Linked DNA regions of Zea mays: region 1 is linked to region 2. The links are chromatin contacts, called in public Hi-C maps. All regions are on one chromosome and are shown on one strand. The core of a region is the stretch at or near the end of the contact, and the rest is flanking DNA. Distances in the headings are between cores, read along the strand shown. Region 1 holds the start of LOC100273797 (putative transcriptional regulatory protein). Region 2 holds the start of LOC103630640 (receptor-like protein kinase HSL1).

Region 1 (4,319 bases), core at 298-2,797, 420 kb before region 2:
CCAGGACGAGGTGTATCTCGTCGATGAAGAGAATGACCTTCCCCTCGGCCTCTTCCACCTCCTTGAGCACGGCCTTGAGCCGCTCCTCGAACTCGCCGCGGTACTTGGCGCCCGCGACAAGCGCGCCCATGTCGAGCGCGATGAGGCGGACGTCGAGGAGGTTACTGGGCACGTCGCCGCGAACGATGCGCTGCGCGAGGCCCTCCACGACGGCCGTCTTGCCAACGCCGGGCTCGCCGATGAGGACGGGGTTGTTCTTAGTGCGGCGCGAGAGGATGCGCACCACGCGGCGGATCTCCTCGTCGCGGCCGATGACGGGATCAAGCTTCCCGGCCTGCTCGACGAGGTCCCGGCCGTATGTCTTGAGCGCCTGGAAGTTAGTGTCCCCCGACGCGGACTCCACGCGGCGCCCCTCCCCGCCGCGGAGCTTCTCAAGCTCGGCGCGCACCCGCGCCGCGGACACGCCGGCCTCCTTGAGGCAGTCGGAGATCTGCGAGTCCTCGAGCAGGCCGAGCAGCAGCTGGTCGACGGCGAGGTGAGAGTCCCCGCGTTTTTTCTGCGCGGACTGCGCCCGGCGGATGACCTTGATCAGTGCCGTGGACGCCGGGACGGAGTCCGGCGGCGGGGACTGCGACGGCAGCTTCTTGAGCGAGTTGTTCAGCACGCGCTCGAACGAGTCCCCGGCCGCTCCGTCGCCCCCCGACGCCCCCGTGATGGCCTGCCGCAGGATGCCGCCCTTGTCCGCAGCCAGCACTGCGGCCAGGTGCAGCGGCGTGAGCTGCGCGTGGCCGGCCTCCACCGCAATCTCGTGCGCCCCCACGATCGCCTCGTTCGTCTTGTGGGTGAAGTTGTCCGGATTCATGGCTGCTTCTCTTTGCTACTCCTCAATCCTCACAATCTACTACAACAAGTGGGCACGGAATCTCTCTCTTTGTTTCTGATGATGAGATGATCCCACCAGGTGCTTGTGGAATGGGTTTGCTTCGGCTAGTTTTTCTGGTTGAACTGTGTGCTTCGGAAGCGGAGGGGATGCGCATAAGAAGGCGGAGTGGAGTGTTCGCCGGGAGTCTAGAAGGCCGTGGAAACGAGAGGAAACAAGCGACGGGACAGGTGACGAAGCGGCGAGAGGGCGCCAGAGGGTTCTATGACATGTGGGCCGTAATAATCATGGACCGTTGGATTGTTGACGAAGTGCTCCCGATGTGTGAAACATGGCGCGGCTGTTCGGTGTCGGCCATGGTGGCGTTCCAGTAGTCTCTGGAATGTGGGGTAGGGATCTCTGTAAGCCGTCTGTGCCATGGGCCCACGAGCCATCCACGAAACCAGATTTGTGGCATCTAGATTCTAGCACGTGACAGCTCTGAACTGGAGTAGTCATGCAACGATGAGGTGTCAATGCTCCAGACTGGTAGCGCACGGTGAATCGAACGGTTCAGACTGCGCTCAGTACGAGCGTCAAATCTGAGCCGTTTCCCTCGCATCGTTATCACATCACATCCTGCCCGGCAGCCCGGGTGCACACCCAGGCTCCTCACCTCACCACCGCGGCCGCCTGCCCAAAGCAGCCCACCACTCGGGCGCAGCAATTCGTCGAGCATCCGCCGCGCTCGACGGCCACCGGCCCACCAGGGCACCATGGCGTCCGCCACGCGTGCTCTGGGGGCGCTCCTCCACAGGGCCTCGTCTCTGTCTTCCTCCGCTCCCGCTCTCCGGGGAGCCTCGCTCCTCCGCGGTAACCCGCTCGTGCTCGCGTGCTCTCCTCCGCACCGATCTAGTCCTATTGGACTGTTGCAATGTTTCGTGTTTTGACGGTTTTCTGGTGCCGTAAGGGGACGGGCCTATTGGAAGCGCCGGACTGTTCCGGAGGCATGCGGCGAGGCGGCGGATTTCGTCGTTCCAGCCGCTCTGCATGGGAAGACGCTCCTGCAAAATCGCTGGAAGGAAGGTGATGTTCTCTTGCCATGATGCACAATGTCACATTAACGAAGTTCGGGACGGCTGGCTGTGCATATTCTGGTTGGCAAAGCCGTGGAAATATCCCGTGCAATCAATCATGTTGTGCATGCGTGCAATCAAGCAATCAAATTCCCAATGAAAATCCAATAGTAACTGCTAGTTTACATTTAACTCCTTCCGCGTGAAACCAGCAACATTGTACTTATTTTTATATTTAATCCCATTTCATATGAAACCGTTAGATCTAGATTGGATTCCTGGATGATTTGATTGCATGCTTGCACCAAATGTGTGATTACAGTGGATATATCCCCGGCAAAGCCTCCATTTGGAATAATAGAAATGGATGCAACAACAAATATCATTGTGTTTCGAATTTTCGGTTCTCTTGAGGATCTGAGCTAGCTTTTGCTGCTAAGTAGTTGTTCGCTTCGGATTAAAGCCGACTGTTTAGACTGCTGCAGCTGTAATCTATAGAGACAAAAACATTGTAGAAACAGTAGAAGCCGGTACGGATTAAAACCAAGCGAATAAGCTCGGTCCATTAGCGTAATTGAGAATGGAAAAACTGAAAACAGAAAGTAGCTTTAGTTTCTTGTTTATAAAATGTAGTTAGCTTTAACGTCTCAATATGTATCCTCAGAGCAACTCCAACAGCCTTACTAAATTGAACAAAATCAGTAAAAAAAAGAAAAGCCTGGTTAAAAACGCATCCAACAGGCTAGCTTTCTACCTCTCTTCTCCATCCGGCTCGTCATCTACTCCCCTCGCTAGGCATCTTTGCCGAGGGCGTACGGCTCGCCATTTCCTTTTATCGCGCCCAACTGCCCTCCCGCCGTCACGGCAAATTCCAGCTCCCGCGACCGCGACATTGCACCCTCGCCACCGCGACCAGCCCGTGCCTCCACATTCATCCGTCGCCATGTACAAACCTGTACGGCCCCATTCGTTGAACAAGTGAAGAAACTGGATTGTGGAATGCTCCTCTTTCTCAGTGTTCGCCAGGAAGGATAGATCCGGAGGCGCATCGTACGGGTGGAGATTTGGACCAATCCACTGTAGGATTGATGCACCGGCGTTTGCTTCCTCCTACAAGCTTCGAAGGCCTAATGTCAGCAAATCTGTCCCATGCCAATCGAATAAACAGGGATGAATCCTACACAGGTGAGATGCTGGTGGCAATTGCTCATATTTTTTTGGTACTTTTTCAAGACTAGACAGTTTTTTGAACCAAAGCAGATTTTGGAACCGGAAGGCATATGTGGACCAGAACACTTATGTGCAGATTGAAGTGGATTTTTGCCAGACAAATCTCTCTGCTTGCATGATTGAAGTGCATATGTGGCCCAATACACTTATATGCTCTTATTCCTCACTGCCATCTCATTTCTAAAGTTGGAAAGATTGAACTGAACCTTGCTCTGAACTTTTTTCCTTCTTTGTTTTCTTATTGTTGCAGGGAGGCAATCCTTTGGATTTCAAAATGTAGTTGATCTAATTCATGCATATGCTGCCAAAGCTGTTACTGAACAACTAGACCAAAATGAGAACCTTGTATCAGTCAATGCAGATGTCTGCAATTTCTGGGAAAAGGATGTTATGCCGATGCTTTTCTGTAGGAGTTGCAGATTTTTTTTTAAAAAAAAAACTTCAGCCGAAACAGGATGTTATATCGAAACATTGAATTAGCAGTGGATCGTGTTCAGAAAGTTGGGTTCATTGTAGGGATCAGCTTCCAGGGGTTGGTTCGTTGCAGGATCAATTGCCAACCTACCACTGAGTCTAAATTTAGAGTCTGTTGGTTACCCACCCTTCAGGAAGTTCTATATTTTATAAAGCCATCTCCAAAACTCTAAAATTAGCTAGGAATTATAGCTATGCTGTTGGAGTTGCTCTCAGTTCCTTACACCAGTTGTTTCTTTAATTCAGGATGCCCAGAACTTGAAGAAGATGAAGCGCAACAGCAAAATTGGAAAAGAAATTGTTGCGGCGTAGGTGTTGCTGGACACTGTGAACTTGCACTATCATTTTAACAGCTTGGTATTTCATTGATTTCATAATTTGGATTATTTTGAGCATATGGTTAATCCAACATGCTGTCATCTGCTAGTATATGTTGACATAAGATGTTTTACCTTTTTGGCCGTTTAAACTTAAATCATTGGACATCTGTTCCCGTGCTACAGTGTCTATATATTCTCAGTCTGTAGCGTTTCATGTTATTATGTTGTGAAGGTATTGCGGTTGTATTTAGTAATTAGACATTGCCTGCTTAATATCTCTGAAGTGAATGGCACTATCTTACCCAAGTGGTAGGCCTTGTTAAAATGAAAAAAAAGCAACTGACAACAAGACCAAGCATC
Region 2 (3,810 bases), core at 651-3,150:
CTTCTCCGGCAGGCTCCCGCCCAACCGTCCATTGTTCTCCAACGACACGGTCAGAAGCTTCGGCACCGTCCATAGAGCGGCCGGCACCTCGCCGGACAGCTGGTTACCTCCGAGGAACAACCATATGAGACTCGAGCAGTTGGCAAGACCGGTCGGTATTGAGCCGTTCAAGCGGTTACCGGGGGCGGTGAGCACCCACAGCTGGTTGTGCTCACAGATCCCCGCCGGTATTGGCCCGGAAAAGTTGTTGTCGTCGATCTGGATATCTCTCAGCACCGGCGTCTCCTTTCCGAGCCCCGGCGGGAGCTCTCCGCTGAGGCTGTTGCTCCACAGCCACAAGTATACCAAGGACGGTAGCTGGGCTATGCTTGCCGGTATCTCGCCGACGAGATTGTTGTCGTGCAAAATGAGGAGCCTTAGCTTCGTCAAGCTTCCGAAGCTTCCTGGGATGGTCCCAGTCAGCATGTTCTCGGACAGGTCAACCTCTACCAAACCTGCCGCTCCTATCGTCCCGTTGTTGATGACGATGTCGCCGGAGAGGTTGTTGGTGTACAGGTACAGATTCGTCAGCTTCTGGAGGTTCCATATCCCGGACGGTATGTTTCCGGTGAGTCCATTCATGGACAGGTCGAGCCACTCCATCTCCGCCAGCTCCGCGACATAGCTCGGGATCTCGCCGGTGAGGTTGCACTTGGCCAGCCAGACGGTCGTTAGCTTGGTCAAGTTCTTGAACGACTCCGGCAGCGTGCCGGCACTGAAGGGAGTCCTCTCGAGCTTGAGCGTCCGAAGGTTAACCAGCTGGCCGAGCTCCGGCGGGATGGTGCCGGTGAGCTGGCTTCCGCCGAGAGCGAGGTACGTGAGGTTGGTGAGCCTGGACACCGCCGCCGGTATCGCGCCGGTGAAGTTGTTGTGGTCCAGGGCGAGGTAGGTCAGGTTGGCGCCGAGCCGGTCGATGTCGGCCGGGAGGTCCCCGGCGAGCTGGTTGTGGGAGAGGTCGAGGCGCGCGATGGCGGCGCAGTTGTAGAGGGACGCAGGGAAGCCGCCGCCGACGCTGGTGTTGGACAGGTCGAGCACCGTGAGGGCCGTGAGCCCGCCGATGGCGTCGGGGATGGTGCGGCCGGCCAGCGTGACGTTGGTGAGGTTGAGCGAGCTGACCCGCCCGGCCCCGTCGCAGAGCACGTAGGCCCAGCTGCACTGCGCGAGCGGCGCCGCCGCGGTCGCGTTGCTCCACGACGCGAGCGGCGCCGGGTCGCCCCACGCGCTCTTGATCTGCAGCAGCAGCCGCGCCTCGGCGTCCTGCGCCGCGGCCTGGCGCGGGAGGCACGCCAGCAGCAGGGCGAGCCAGACGCAGGCGCACAGCAGGGGCTGGACGCGTAGAACGGTTGTTGGCGACGTGCGTGGCTTTTCGGGGTGGCTCCGGCTCCGCGTGATTTTTTCCGCCGACGGCCGGCGCGGGGGCGCGCGCGTGCCGTTTACTCGGCGGGCGCGGTGGTGGCCTGCCATCGCGGACCGCGTGGTGTGAACTGTGAACCCTGGAGCGTGCGCGGGGACACACTTATATGTACTGGTCAGTGGGAACGTGACTTGGGACGGTGACGCCCAGCCTTTTGCATTGTCCCGTTAATTATTGGCTCGTTTTCTGCTGGGTGATGGTTGCTTGGAAGCTTCAGAGACTCAAGAGTCGCTGGTGTCATTGGCTAGTGGCGGTTGCACGTTGTTTTAGACAGGTCAAAATTTTGGCTCAGTTTGAAAGGAATATGTTTGTTATGCTATCTGTAGAGCTAATTCTTGTAGCCTATCTATAGAGCATTGATCAGAAGCATGCTGTTTATGTGCTCAAATATTTGTATCGTGGTTATGCTGGCGTAAACTATTTACGTATTCGAGGAAAAAAAAATAGAAGAGAGTATATGTTTGAGTTGGAGTTGTTTGATGTGACTGCTAAACTGCGGGCGAAACGTGCAGCTACGTACGTGGCTTAATTAGTGGCAAGGACCGAGTATTTTATCGTTACATAATCTCCGTTGATTTTGTGGCCATCTCGAAGACAGTAAGCGCAGTACATGATCTGTTTTTCTTTCTTTCTCTTTTCTAGTCTGGACGAAACACGACCAAACTATTTATTATTCCTATGCAGCGATCAGCGGACAGAGCGAGGGAGGAGGGAGGCAGCTACTAGCCGCGGCACAAACAGCCGCCTGGTAATAACTAATAAGTAAGTAGGCAGGCCAGCCATGTCAGCGACACCACCTACCTGATCGGTCCCACCGGCCGAACGGAAAAGGAATGCTTCACGCTTTGACTGTGAGCGGTCCCACCGGTCAGTACTCAAGTCGTGAGCAGAAGGATACTCCACGCACACGTGTGCGCGGCCTGGATCTGGATGGGCACGCCGGGAAGCGAACATGCGCTACGGCTCGCACTTACTACTTGAAGATTGAGGAAAGACGGAACACAAAACGTCTTCTGGAGTAGCGGAAGCGTAGGACAGCGAGACATGGAAAACGCGGCGACGAAACAGTATTCCACGCCAAGTCGCGGCTGCTTCTAGAAAGTTTAGCAAATAAATAAAACCATTGGATTAATTAATCTAGCCCATTGACTGATCTCACGCTGTGACGGACTGGGACTGCCAACTAAACAGCTGCCTGCCTCCACATATCGCAGAGGTGGGGTGAGCTGGTGCGGAGAAAAGTAAAAGTCTCTGTGGCCAGCTCGCCTTTGCTGACCATGGCAAAGAGAGACTGGAGAGCGCCGTGCGTGGGCCGCCTTGTCTTCTCAAAGCTGCACCTGCACTACTACTAGCTGCCCGAGCCCCGAGGCCCGAGGGAACAGTAAGTCGCACCAGCGCCCACTGCTTAGCAGTTTAGCACGCCACCAACCAATCGTCTCGGTGGGTGTCTGTCATGTTATCCACCGATCAACTGAACTTGAGATTAGAATTGCCTGTTGTCTCCGATCATACACTATCATTCAAACGTTTGAGTGGGGGGCAAAAACAAAAAAAAAGGTTCGGTCGTTCAAACATGTCACTGTCTTCGGTGCAGCACTTGTGAACGACGGTGCGTTTTTTCAGTGCCATGCCAATTCAAACGTTCCTCGTTCTTTTGCTTTTTATATCTACTACTAGGTGGGTGCTCGTGCGTTGCAACGGAAACATATCGTCAGTATAGGGAACGTGTCTCTTACCAATATGTTATCAAAGGTCTCGACGATCATGAGCTCTGCCGCTGCCCCCAGGCAGCAGCCGCCGCCAGCATCAGGCGGCCCCAGCAACGTCCAGCGCGCTGGTCGCAGCCTCTGCTTCGTCGGGAGCCATGATGCTTCGCCGATACTCTCCAAATACCCAGCCTCCTTGCCGGGCAGCGACACTGGGGGCATGGCAGCCCCGCAGCCAATGGTACGCTGTACGGCGTGGTAGACGGGCTGCTCTCCCAAGAGCGCAGCAGCCTGCTGCCCCACGTAAATGGACAAACAAAAAAAATTTTGCTACAAACTTATAATCAGCTAGACAACAAAAAAACAATGTAAATGATATATAAAGTTGTTATTATGAGTAAGTTAGAAAGCGCTACAACAATACGACAACCCCATGAGGCTATGATGCACAATGACAGAGATTCAATATGCATAAAACTCCCAAGTGAATAACACCTGTGATGAATATGCTACTGACGCTAGAACTGTCAATACTCCCTCGTGTACCATTTGCTTGCCATTCTAGAATATGAACATGAGCTGTTAGCATTGTTTACTAATCATGATAACAAATATATTTGAAGTAACCTGAAACCTAATTCAACACAAGTA

Evidence for each region. A called contact is a pair of places that touch in the nucleus more often than the background predicts.
Region 1: a Hi-C map of endosperm shows a contact between it and region 2, with 1.8 times the contacts expected there. The contact joins the promoter of LOC100273797 here to the promoter of LOC103630640 in region 2. A contact is called at or near these places in 2 of 25 Hi-C or Micro-C datasets (endosperm and leaf).

The regions. Positions count from the first base shown.
Region 1 is chr6:172,117,689-172,122,007 of Zm-B73-REFERENCE-NAM-5.0, reverse strand. It overlaps LOC100273797 (putative transcriptional regulatory protein), which reads left to right and starts at 1,547. Exons shown (of 7, transcript NM_001359621.1): 1 at 1,547-1,732; 2 at 1,830-1,945; 3 at 3,886-3,947. The coding sequence starts at 1,636. LOC541780 (heat-shock protein 101) reads right to left here and starts at 1,007. Exons shown (of 6, transcript NM_001111465.2): 1 at 1-1,007. The coding sequence starts at 862.
Region 2 is chr6:171,695,864-171,699,673 of Zm-B73-REFERENCE-NAM-5.0, reverse strand. LOC103630640 (receptor-like protein kinase HSL1) reads right to left here and starts at 1,900. Exons shown (of 2, transcript XM_008651688.3): 1 at 1-1,900. The coding sequence starts at 1,503.